2 separate regions of the Oryctolagus cuniculus genome follow, and region 2 is linked to region 1. The links are chromatin contacts, called in public Micro-C maps. All regions are on one chromosome and are shown on one strand. Each heading gives the region's core, a stretch centred on a gene start, on an enhancer-like site or on the middle of the called end of the contact. The rest is flanking DNA. Distances are from core to core; before and after follow the strand shown.

The links. A called contact is a pair of places that touch in the nucleus more often than the background predicts.
Region 2: a Micro-C map of ear pinna shows a contact between it and region 1, with 3 times the contacts expected there. The contact joins the enhancer-like site here to the promoter of TMEM14A in region 1. A contact is called at or near these places in 5 of 6 Hi-C or Micro-C datasets (ear pinna, embryonic fibroblasts, psoas muscle and 2 more).

The regions. Positions count from the first base shown.
Region 1 is chr5:117,300,587-117,307,030 of mOryCun1.1, reverse strand. TMEM14A (transmembrane protein 14A) reads left to right here and starts at 4,915. Exons shown (of 5, transcript XM_051855650.2): 1 at 4,915-5,248.
Region 2 is chr5:117,468,628-117,475,351 of mOryCun1.1, reverse strand. TRAM2 (translocation associated membrane protein 2) reads right to left here. Exons shown (of 11, transcript XM_008263046.4): 9 at 6,381-6,524; 10 at 4,694-4,857; 11 at 1-3,505. The coding sequence ends at 3,432. Among named protein-coding and RNA genes, the nearest start is that of TRAM2, 82 kb to the right of the region's middle. Within about 2 kb of position 4,196, at least 3 of the 8 cell types and tissues checked have an H3K27ac peak or open chromatin away from gene starts, as enhancers often do. A contact at or near this core is called in ear pinna, where this site is marked.

The sequences.
Region 1 (6,444 bases), core at 3,666-6,165:
TCAACAAGTCTACTCCTGGGCAGTTATCACAAAGAGATAAAACCACATATTCACACAAAAAATCTATACATGAACATTTGTAGCAAGTATTTTCCTAATGATCAAAGCGTGGTGAAACAAATGGTGCTGTATTCACGCCACTGAGTATTATTCAGCAGCGCAAAGGAACTAACCACTAAGACGAGCAACAACCCGCATGAACCTCCAGAAGACTCTGCTGAGTGAAAAACAGCTAGTCCTCCAGCACCACATACTGCATGGGAACTCCTACATCGCATTCTTGAAATGACAAAATTATAGAAATGGAGACCAGATTAGTGGTTGCCAGAGCTTAAGAGGATGTTGGATTGGGTGGGGAAGTGGTTGTGGTTCTATGATCCCGACAGGATGGAGGGATTCTTGTGGTGATGGAAATATTTTGTATCTTGGCTGGATCAGCATCAGTACCCTACATTGCAGTCCTACGTATTACAGTTTTTGAAGATGTTATCACTGGGAGAAACTGAATAAAGAATACAAGGACTCTCCCTGTATTGTTTCTTGCAACTAGATGCACATCTATAACTATCTCAATATAAAAAGATTAATTTAAAGAACACTTTTGCACAGCTGTTCGGTTCTGCAGGTAAGACACTGCTTTAGACACTAACATTTCATCTCAGAAAGTCTGGATTTAAGCCGTGGATCTGCTTCTGATTCCAGCTTCCTTCTACTGAGCACCCTAGGAAGCAGCAGGTGATGGCTCAAGCACAGGTCCCTGCCATCCACAAAGGAGACCCAGATTTAGATTAGGGCTTCTGGTTTCATCCAGGCCCAGCCTCAATTGTAGCCATTTGTGGAATAAACCAGTAAATGAAAGATATCTCTGTCTCTCTCTTTCAAATAATATGCAAATTAATAATTCTTTTAAAAAACAGAAACAAAAAATATTCTTATGCCTGCATTGCAGCCCATACCTATTCAATTACAATGCCTATGAGTGAAGTCAGGCACTGGTATATTTTTTTTTCTTTGACAGGCAGAGTTACACAGTGAGGGAGAGAGACAGAGTGAAAGGTCTTCCTTCCGTTGGTTCACCCCCCAAATGGCTGCTGCAGCTGGCGCGCTGCGCCGATCCGAAGCCAGGAGCCAGGTACTGGTTCCCACATGGGTGCAGGGCCCAAGCACTTGGGCTATCCTCCACTGCCTTCCTGGGCCACAGCAGAGAGCTGGACTGGAAGAGGAGCAACCAGGACAGAATCCGGTGCCCCAGCCGGGACTAGAACCCGGTGTGCCGGCGCCGCACGCAGAGGATTAGCCTAGTGAGCTGCGGCGCCGGCCACGTACTGGTATTTTTAAAAGATGCTGGGTGATTCCAAATTTGAGAATCACTAAATTTGGAATCTCAGAAGGCTCTGAGGAGATCTGTAAGAAGAAGAAGGAGAAACAAGCTTTCCTAAAGTCCCGTCTATTAGAGACATCTTTGTCTCCGTAGGGAATGACATAGAAGCATCCTATTACATTTTGGCCGCAGACCCAGTCAAGGGAGGGAGAGGCCTTGGGTGCCTCTTATCCATCTGGCATGCTCCTAGCCTTAGAGTTTCACTGATTGGAAACTTAAGTCCCAAAGTCAACATTATAAACTACTCCATTACTGGAATAACTTACCAAAAATATTTTAGAAATTACTCCATAAATAATGCAACTTCTTCCTCTCCATCTTCATTCTAATAACCTCTATTAAGCATAGCTTGAGAAGGTGGGTTATACAAAGGTTTCTAGATGATCTAGGGCCGGCCTGGATTATTACAGGTGTATTGTTCTGTTTCAAAAGTAACACCCCCCCTACACCTAGCTGGCATTTCAATTTTTTTTATATTCACTCCCTTTTTTTCTGAGAAATCTCTTAGAGAGATTTTACTTAAACTTGGTATAATAAGCAGCTTCTTAGCCAAACAGTAAAATGAAAGGAAAGGAACTGCATCTTTCCTCTCATTAAACTTGAACCCAATTTGACCTTTACAATAAGCCTGGCTGCATTGTGAGAGGATTTTTAGAATGCCTCTCAATTGCAAGTTTTCGAGTGTTACCTTGTTCAATATTTTGACCTAAGCTTTCTCTTGGGACATTTTCTTATAAATTAAAAACATTGTTTAAAATGCATTATTGGAGTAACATTAAGGTAATGAGAAGAGGCAGCCTATCAGACAAGATAATCTACTTCTTCTCAATGATGTCATTTTTATTACATTAAAGGTTGTTTGTTCAAAGAGACCTGAGGAAGACAAGGATTAACCCTGCACATCAAATCTTGTTTCTCATCAAGCCAATTTCCTATTTGGTTTTTATACTACAAGAATCAGATCCACAGTAGCAGTTCTGTTGGGGAATAACAATGGGGAAATTTGAGCTATCTTTGATATTTATCTTTGCTTTTTAATTTCAGAGGAATCTCTTTTGAGTAAGATGAATTTGTGCTATTTATGTATGTTACTGAATGTACAGAAATCCATGGAAAGGACCATAATTCTTTCACTATTAAGCAAAAATAGAAGAGGAAGAGTGAGGACTCATTACATTTGAGACACTGGCTATTCTGGACCTAAGTGTACACAGACACGTAGCATTAAATTCAGTTAAGAATAACCAATGAACAGCAAGCTACATGCAAAGATTACCTCTCACCCATGATGTAAAGTTTCCACTAGGCAACATCTGGAGACTGCACAATCCAGATGAGTGAAGCAGAAGAGCGGAGGCAGGAAACCGTACTCAGGCCTGGCTCTTTACAAACACAGCTTTTGCTGCATCAATTCACTCTGCTTCACAGTTTTCCAGCCCCAAGTAGGATCACTGGGTTCTCGCAAGTCACAGAGTCCCTTCCCTATCTAGGGCCTTTGCTCAGACTCTTTCTGTTGCTGCAATGTGGTGCTTCTGGCTTCTCGCCTGCTGGCTCCCTCTCAGACTTCAGATTTTAATTAAAATAATGTCCCTTCCCATCCCCCTTACTCTAGAGTTAGTCTCTGACTTGGCATTCGAGTTATTTCTGAGTCCTCTTCTGGGACTTGACATCTAATAAATAAATATTTGTGAAATTAATAAAGTGCTTCCTCCAAAAGTTAATAAATCAATAAATGCTTCTTTCAGCTAAAAAAGCAGATATCGTATCAGTCCTCAACTTAATTTTAGTGACAAATATCAACTATAGTTTTGGTCACACACATGCATTTGATAATGGATCAAAGAATCTAATAATTAGTTCAAGTCATTCAGGATCAGGTGTTGCCTTCTAAGAGTGACATGGGATGACATACAGAATTTTAAGCAGGTGACATACTGAGCAACTTGTGAGCCAGACCTAAACATTCCATTTCACAAAAACGTGACTGTCTCCAAATGTCCCATTCATCTATTCAGTAGGCACCTCTCCTGCTTTATGAATCTTAACAATCTCTTCAATTAGATTTTAAGCTCTTAAAGAACAGGGGCCACTCTTTTACTAATAATAGCAAACATTACTGAGTATTTACTATGTTGTGGTCATTGCGCTATGAGAGTGGGCATTTGCTCTAGTGGTTAAGATGCCCATGTCACATACTAGAGTACCTGCTCTGGCTCCTAATGGCAGCTCCATTCTAATGCAGACCCTGAGAGGCAACAGTGGTGGCTCAAGTATTTGGGTTTCTCTCTCTCTCTCTCTCTCTCTCTCTCTCTCTCTCTCTCTCCCCCCCCTGCCTCTCAAATAAATAAATAAGTAATTTAAAAAATATGCACTGGAACCATAGTTTGAACCCAGGCAGAATGACTAGACAGCCTGTATAAACTCTTTCCTGAAACCCGGGTCTGACACTTCACAAGGCCTTTGGCAAGTTGCCTCATTTTCTTCCTCTGAAGCATCGGGGAGGTAGCAGCATGTACACCTCCTTCCCCCCACCTCCCGTTGTAGTGAAGATGAACAGTCTTTGCCCGTAAATTGCCTAGCACAGCGCCTGAAACACGTAGATATCCTAAATGTCAGATGTTATTGTTGCTTATAGGAAAGTTCATTTTATCACGGAAAGTCCCCCGTCCTTGGCAAAAAGTTCAAAATGGGATCAAATGGCAGGCCTAGGACAAGGAGTCAGCCTGGTTCCTGGGTAGTCACTCTCTATTGCCCTGTGTCTCTTTCAGAGCCCACCTCAAAAATGTCCCCTTCTGTTTTGCAATTGCTTCCCCTACCCCACCCCCCACTACATTCCAGGAAATCATTCTCCTTAGTTAGGAGATGTGGTGCAGAAACCACATATGTGTTTTTACTTGTTGCACATTCTTCTGCGTTGGCCAGTGCCCTGTGTTCCCTATTTGTTATGAAGTTTTATAACCATCTCTGTTTTTTTAGAGCTAATATTTGATGTTTGAAGATAACTTTGGCATGGCTAGAACGTCTTGCCTCGCTGAATGAAACTCTAACATTCAGCGCCCCCTGCTGTCTTTCACAGGAAAGCGCATCGACTGAGAAGGTTTGATTCGCTGATCTTGAATGTTGCTTATCGAGGTCTAAATAGAAATGGGTGTAAATGTCCTCAACTTGAAATTAGACCCACGTCTTAGCTGTCCTTGAACTCATCCTCTTGAATTTTAGTTTTTGCGCTGCCTTTGTAAATTCATTTTTGCTTAATTATAGTTTTCTCACATTTGCTTTCCTTACATTTGTTTTAGGGAGTCTTGTTTTGGGGGGTTTGAACTTGTTTTTGTTTTACTCTTGGCTCTGTATCACTTTGGCGAAGAACGGAGAGGAAGAGGGCAAGTGATCCTGGCGTTAGATTCGGGGACCCTCGGAGGAGGACAACCCCACCGGTGTGAGCCTCCAGCCCTTGCAGCCAATGGGATCTCGGTGCATGGGTGAGTGTCAGGCGGAACTAGCCAATGAACGTGCGCCTTCGGCAACGCAGGCCAGCTTCTCCAACTGGGTCATATAAAGTGGCCCGAGGTGTCCCGGAACTGGACTGGCCCTGGCCGGGGTGATTGCGGCGGTTGCTGGGGTTCAGGGGAGCTTCGCTCCGGCCCCGCAGCCCAGGCAGCAGTGCGGCCAGCAGCCAGATGTGCACGGAGTCGCCGAAGCAGATGACAGCGAGCAGCCCGGAGACCACGGGCGCCTTCAGGAACTAACGTGACCTGCTCCTGAAAACAGGTTGCCTGCGGAGCCCCGGACGCCCCCGACGGCGCTGACCGCCACCCGATGAACGGCGGTGGCAATGGCGCGGGGACGCGGGGTCGGTGCTGCGGAGTGGTGAGGGTTGGCTGCTTGGCTTTGTCGCCGTCCGGGAGCAGGGGTTGCGCTCAAAGTCCTAGCCCCTGTTTTCACTAATCTCTAATTGATAGTTAGCATTTCTTTCCGTTAGGCAAATAGGCAACAAAACAGCAGTATCGGTACCTGCATCTGTCATCTGTGGGAGTCACAGATACCTTAGAAACTGGTACACGGAACACTAATTTGAAATTATGGTAATAAATAGACCTGCCCATAGATCTGATAATCTTTAATATGTTAATAAAGAACATTTATTATATCTAGGTTTAAATGTTTAATAATCTGACAACTGTATTTCAAGAAAATTGGCATCCTGTGCAATCTTATTTTGTGCATTTTCCCAGAATGCCAAAGGAATCCATGTGACATTGGAAGAGTCCCTGCCTTGGATCATGAGTGGACAGTTCTACAAATAGGTGGAGTTGGGGCCCTGTGCTGTGACATAGTAGGCTAAGCTTCCGTCTGCCGTGCTGGCCTCCTATATGGGTGTAAGCCTCCCATAGGGGTGCCAGTTGCTGTTCCGGCTGCTCCTCTGCCTATCCAGCTCTTTGCTATGGCCTGGAAAGCAGTAGAAGATGGCCCAAGTCCTTGGGTCCCTGCACCCACGTGGGAGACCCGGAGGAACCTCCTGGCTCTTGGCTTCTGATTGGCCATTGGCCATTTGGGGAGTGAACCAGCAGATGGAAGACCTTTCTCTCTGTCTCTCCCTATCTCTGTCTGTAACTTTACCTCTCAAGGAAATAAGTAAAATCTTAAAAAAAAAAAAAAAAAGAAAGAAAGAAAGAAAAAGAAACAGAAAAAATAAGTAGAGGTGAACAGGCTTGGCTGCAAACTTACCTGGTGCTCCAGCCTTACCATTGCTGGAGTAAGCAGCACCTGGTGGCCTTTGAGTTAAGAGGACTGTGGCCCCCTTTGCCCAAGAACAACCTGATTCCCACATGGGCAAGAGTATATACAAGAGTATGGAATTCTCATAATATGCGAAGAGTTTTTCTTTTAGGTTTGGGTGAAATACCTTGAGTAGTAGTATCCCGAAGCTTTTTCCAGCTTTTAACACTCCAGTGGCAGGATGAGCTGTATCTTAAGTCCAGACACTGAGATCCAGGGGGAAATCATTTAATAGTTCACATCAGTTTAAGATAATGAGGTGCCCCATGGGGGTGTTAGTTTTGTTC
Region 2 (6,724 bases), core at 2,947-5,446, 170 kb before region 1:
GGAGGCAGTTACACCCAGGCCACCCTCCCATCACTCACCCAGGCCTTGGAACACATGGGAGGTTGCCCAGCCACCAGGGCACTGGCAAGTCACTCTAATTAAAGCATCCATGGGGTGCACTCTCTGTCCCACGCCTTGCTCAGCAGAAAGGTCAAAGGTATGGAGGAAGAAGGTCCCAAAAGCACACAATCAGCCCTGGGGAACACGGCTGGGCCTCAGGAGTTTTCAGCCCCGGTCAGGAGAAGCACCTGTGAAGGTGGCGATCTGGGTTTCTTAAACGCTGGTAAGGGCTGCTTTGAGATGGGAATAGACAAGGTTCTCAGCGTCCGCTTGGGCCTGATGGCCCAGGCTTGCAAAGGGTTAGAATCAACAAGAAAGGGAAGCGATCGGCGCCCCTCCTGGCCCAGCCTGCTCCCCTTTCCTCCAGAACCACCACTTTCCTTTGGAAGGAGCACACGTAACTTAGCAACCATGCAGCTCTCCATGTGGATGGCAAAGTAACCGAAACCCCAAGGAGGGAAATCGGCAATAGGGCAGCCTCTGTCCACCAGCATGGCCACAACGCTCCTACTGCTGCCGTCTGCTGGCCTCCCAGTGCCCGGATGCCGGCCAGGGATGTCAGGCAGCAGGTGCTGAGGTAGATTAGCATCTTTTCTGCTCTCAGCGGATGGTGCTGGGGTGGCCTCTCAAACTCGGAGGCATCTGGCAGGGCCTTCGCTCAAGCCTAGGCACTTGCAACAGGAGTACACAAAGCTGAAAAACGTAGCTAACATGGCCGATTTAAGAAAAGCCAGCCCAGCTGGGTCACTGGGGTAGGGGAATTATTCCAGCTCCAGCAATGTGGTTCGTGTCAACCTGCCAAAGGCTTGACCAAGCTATGAGTTCAGTATCCCAGGGAAGCTGGTGTACCCTACAGTTCCTCTCCAGCCCCCAAAACATGAGCAAAGCCCAGGCTAGAGAGATGCCATTCTTACTCAGGCTCCTGGGGTTTAACAGAAAAGATTTTCTTTTCTTTTCTTTCTTTCTTTTTTTTTTTTTTTTTTTTTTTTTGACAGGCAGAGTGGACAGTGAGAGAGAGAGACAGAAAGGTCTTCCTTTGCCGTTGGTTCACCCTCCAATGGCCGCCGCGGCTGGCGCGCTGCGGCCGGTGCACCGCGCTGATCCGATGGCAGGAGCCAGGTACTTATCCTGGTCTCCCATGGGGTGCAGAAAAGATTTACTAACTCCCATCACCGAACAAAACCCGTCCTACAGAAAACAAGGTCTAAGTCAAGGTCTGGCTGCTAGGCTGTGGTACCACGCACAAGGCACGGCCTATGGGCAACACTGGAAACCTGCAGCAAACTACGGGAACACGAAGCCACGTTCCTCCAGAACCCAGAGCAGCAACAAGCCACAGATGTGCGGGTGGAGGCGGCTTGAGGGCGAGCTGACCACGGCCTCCCCCACCCAGCACATCACAAGCACGCCACGTGTACTTGTGGAAGACCCGACAGCAGCTTCATCGGGGCTCCTCCGGGGTGTGGGGGTGGGAGGGAGTGTGTGCAGGACACTGGGGAGGTCCTGCCCATGACACAGAGAACCTACTAATGGGAGAGGAGAAGAAGGAAGCTGCTGGATGCACACTCCCCACACAGGCAATGCCCAGGAACTCACTGACACCGTGGCAGGGCTGTTTGACTGAGATGCCTACAGGCTTCCGGGTCGGGTCTGCTGGGTTCTGCTGTGTGGCACAAAGAAGTGTCAGGAGAGGAGGCGGAGGGGTGGGAGAAATGCCCGCCTGCAGAAACGCTGTCCTCCTACCTACCGGAAATCAAAGGCAGCCCAGGGTAGGCCCCCCCGATGTCTGCAACATTACTCTGGACATAGACAGAAGTCTAGAATGGTGGCCCTCGGTGACTGGCAATGACAATCTATCTATCTAGCTATCTGTGCAGGCGACTTGGACAAGGGAAGTGTGTTGGAGAGAAGACCCATCTCCCTCCTGTCTGGACCACCACCCGTGGTCTGTTTTCTACTGTGAGCTCAAGAAGAGGAGCCACATACCAACCACATGGATGTTCCTGTGCCCACCAAGAATCGCCCCCTTTGCCTCAGCAGAGTCCAGGCACTCTGCATTAGGGCCTTGTTAAGCCCAGCTCCCCTTCCGGAAGCCCTCACAAGGCACCATGAGGACTTGGAGGACTGGAGGCCTTGTCTTCAGGTGGAGGGAAGGGAAAGAACACGGGGAGGGATGGGGGCAAAGGGCTCCCAGCGACTCAGCCGTGCGTGCTCATCCACCCCGAAGAGTGGGCCTAGAGTCAGCCACCACATGTGTGCTCTACAAACATCAACAAGTGACAACAATTCAAGGAACACTCGACAAGGGAGGCCATAGGGAGAGTGGCCAGCTGGCCCTCCCTGGGGCACCAGGGGACTGGCATGGGGCTGGAGTCCTTGAGGCTTCATGTTTCTGCAGGTCAAGAGATGAAGTCAACGGAGGCAAGCCTGGTGCCGGACAGGCAGGTGTGTGAACAGCTGTCTGGTTTGGTTTTGAATGCTGGTGAAGAAGCCACTGCAGCCGGGACTACTGGAGAAAGGCCGCGGGCGACTGTGCTCTCATTTCGGAGGCCGTTCCCTTTCTGGAAGAGCCGCTGTCGGCGACGCGCTTTGCTCTTGCTCTGAACCATGGGGAGCCGCACACGGCGATGCGATGGCAGGCTGCTATCCAGTCCAACGCCAGCCACTCCTGTGAGTCAGGGGACCCAACGGAGCCAACACCATCCTTCTGGATTGAGTCGCCACGTCCCAGAGCCAAAAAGGCCTTGGCATTTACTACCAGCAGTGGCTGCTGTGCCTCGCGATGGCTCGTGCAGAATTGGAATCATACATCTCATCAGTTAATCAGCACCCAAGAGATTATGATCCAAAAGGGCCGGCCTCTCCTCTTCTTGCCCGTCCACACGAGGACCACCGAGGGGCCTGCTGCTGGCCGCAGGCTTCCAGACTCACAGGTCCCGGAGGCTGAGAGGCACAGGACCACCATCTGAGCTCCCTCCCATTGTAAAAAAATCAGAGAAGAATTGCACGCGAAGGTGAAATAAAGAAGTAGAAAGAGAAGGCAGCAGTCACGGAGGAAGAGAAATAAGAGGCAGAAAGACAACCACAAGACCCGGGCTTCTGGAGAACCCAACATGGGGCCGAGGTGAAGACAGGAGGTGGCTTGAGGGAGAGAAAGAGATAGATAGATTTTTGGCTTTATTGAGAAGGGTTTGTGAAGAGTAAGAAGAGAAAGCCAAGAAGTCAGAAGAACAGCCCCGTTTAAAGACAGGTCTCTGCCATCTGAGAAGGGGCGTCGCAAGCCGGAAGGCAGAGGCAGAGAGGGAGGGGCCTGGCTCTGAGCCTCCCTGCTGGCCCCCGCCACGAGGATGCCTGTGCTCAGCACTTTGGCCTTAGGGAGACTTGAGTTTCTTAGTCCGTGGGGAGGTTCCGTTCTCTGCCTTCACCACTCCGTTTTCATGGTACCCTGGGAAGCGGAAAGAGAGGAGACGCACACATGGAGTTTCTGCTGGGCCTGCAGCAGGAGGTGGGGAACAAGGGCCAGAGCAGCCCCGCGGCTGCACACGGAGGAGCCACCTGGACAGCGGCTGCAGTTCCCGCAGCCAGTGGAAGTCTGCAGACAGCCATCGCGGGCTTCCTGCTTTCCCCAGCCTTGACAAGGGGCCCCGTTTGAGGTGCTCGGTAAGCAGGGAGGCCCAGAATGACTCACAGTAACCCAGGCACAGGCATGGGAGGCCCGCCTGCCCAGGCCTGAGGTTGGGGCTGGATGCTCGCTGCCATCACTCAGCCTGCTGGGTTCCTCAGTTCCACTCGGCAGGCCCCTGCAGGGCTCCAGCCCGCTTTAACAACAACTCCCCGAACGGCAGCAACAAAAGGGAGAGTGTATGGGAGGCTGTAGCGATCAGGCCTTACTCCGATGCCAAATGTGCCTCTGATGCCATCTTTCCACGCTTGTTAAAAATATACCTGCATGCACCTGCTGCAAGGCAGAGACGTGTGAGTGCTGCAGCCTCACGCCCCACACTTCCCAACTGCAGAGCTGGCTCCTCCTCACACCCAGCTGCACACGTGTCTGCGCTAAGCACACCTGAGCCCTTGCCAAGCAGGCGGCTGCCTGGAGAAAGGCGGGTGAGTCAGAAAACAGATCCTGGTGCAGACAGGGGCCCCGGGGCTACACAGAAACTGCAGGGCTGGCAGTGCAGGGGCCAGGGGAGAAGTGGGTGTCCCACCCTGGCCGCCCACCTAGCATTGTGTCACTGTGAGTCATTCCTCTAGACAGAGGAGGAGCCAGCAACCTGGGAGACAAAGGGCAGGTGAGGACAGAGCCACTGCGCAGCGCAGGGCATGGGCGGCAGCACGTGGCAGGGGCCCAGAAGCCACCCTGAGGGCATACTTCCCGCCAGAGCTCGCCAGCCAGCACCATCCTGCCCCACAGTGGCCGGGCTCCGGGCCTAGTGAGGGCCAGCTCCGCCCACACTGTCCCTGGCCCGTGCCCAGCCACGTGCCAGTCAGGGAGCTGAGGAGTCCCAGGCCTCAGGGAAGGAGTCAGAAAGGAGGAGCAGGCAGGACTGGTCTGGGGAGAGCCCAAGAAGCCGGGCCTGGCTCCTCCACACGCATCCCAGACAGACGTCACCGGCTGGGGCCTGGCACTCACCAGATTCCCTCTTGATGAGCCTGGCTGGTAGTCTGGGGGCAGCTGGCACTCTCCGCTTGGCACTCTGCTCGTTCCAGTACTCTCGCCAGTGCCGCAGCTGGGAGTGGATGAAGCGCCACATGAGCCAGGCCTGGGCAGCACATACCAGCAGCAGCACGCAGAGCCTGGGGGGTGGGGGTGGAGAGGTGGGCTCAAGGGCGGGCCCGAGGGCGGGACTCGGGCCCACAGCCCCAGGTACAGGGCAGGACCCTGCAGCTCCCACAGCCCGGCCCACCACCCTCACTGCCAGCACTGTCTGGCACCAGGAAGTGTGTGCTCCAGTCTTTCTCTGCTCTAGTGCATGTCAGGGTGTTGCAGCAACGGGGCTGGAGGACGGGGAAGGTGGAGGCGACAGGGGCAAGTCCAGTTCCACAATCACGTGACTCCCGTGCCCACAGAGAACCTGTGGCCATGTTGCCTCTTGGATCCACAGCACCAAACAAGGCTGATGTAGGCTCCAAAAATATGGGTAGGCCTCAAATGAACTGAATTGTGAGGCAGCATTAGTAATTCCATCTAGCAGGCCACTTAGAGGCAGAGGGGCCAGTGTACAACACAGCAGTCACACCGCCTCGGAGCCACCTATACTGCAGAGCCTGGTTTTGAGTCTCAGCTCTGCTCCCGATTCAATTTCCTGCTCACATGGACCCTTCTGGAAGGCAGCAGATGATGGCTCGAGTACCTGGATCTCTGCCACCCACATGGGAGAACCAGATGGAGCTTCAGGCAGCTGACTTCAGCCTGGCCCAGCCCCGGGTATTGTGGTCATTTAAGGAGTAAACCAGTAGATGGAAGATCTTTTTGTGTCTTTGTCTCCCTCTATGACTCTTTGCCTTTCAAATAAGATGAAAAACAAAAATAAAGAATTTAAAAAAAAAAAACCTGAGAAGAGAAAGAACTTTTTAAAAAAGATTTATTTATATTCTTGAAAGGCTGAAAGGCAGAGTTACAGAGACAGAGAGAGATCCCACTCACTGGTTTACTCCCCAAATGACTGCAATGGCTGGACCTGGGCCAGACTAAAGCCAGGAGCTTCTTCCAGGTCTCCCAGGTGGGTGCAGGGGCCCAAGCACTTGGGCCATCTTCTACTGCTTTCCCAGGTTCAGTAGCAGGGAGTTGGATCAAAAGTGGAGAAACTGGGACTCGAATCGGCATGCATATGGGATGCTGCACCGCTTTATCCACTAAGACACAGTGCCAGCCTCTCGATGTTTAAAAAAAAAAAAAGGGCAGAGTAATCCTGGCCAAGGCACCCTCCCATGCCTGTGGACTCACAAAAACACAGTGGCTTCTTCCTCGCCTTGGTGGCAGGGGAGGGCATTACCAACTGCTGAGCACACAGTATTAAACCGGCCACATGTGGCTGTGCCTATCGAGACCGGAAGTGAAACTTCCCGTGTACCCTGAAGCACTGGACAAATGTGAGAGGATTTGCAGTCAGGAAGTGAAGATGTTCTAAAGGCAGCAGAGGCCGGTATCTATCCCCTCCTCAGGCCTCATGTTCCAAGACTCCCAGCTAACCAACAAGGAGCATGAGACGCAAAGATCTGCTGCCCCGTGACCTTCTGCGGAAGCTGTGCCAAGTTTAGGAGGCTCCTGGCCTGGAGCTGGAGTCCTGACATCTCCTCGGGCTCCTGCCAGCACTCACCTGCAAAGCAAGGTGTTGAAGTTCCCCTTCTCAGGGTCAAACGCCTGGTTTTCCATGCGAGCCAGTCCAAAGCCAATGGCCAGCACAGCGAGGGTGAGGATGAAGAGGCGGGTGACCCCAAACACAGCAGCCCAGGCGTTAAACCTGCTCAAGGAGGCAGAAAGGGGGCCCTTTGAGCAAGCTGTATCTGCTTCTCCAGGAGTAATCCCAAGTAGGAAGAGGATTCGAGAGGAGCCCAGGAAGGGGCTGGAGGGGTAAGATATCTAAGGATCAGATGCTCTGGAAAGAACATAATCTTAGGGGGCCGCCTTCAGCTAAGTGGGCAGTTTGCACCCAGGGCGGGA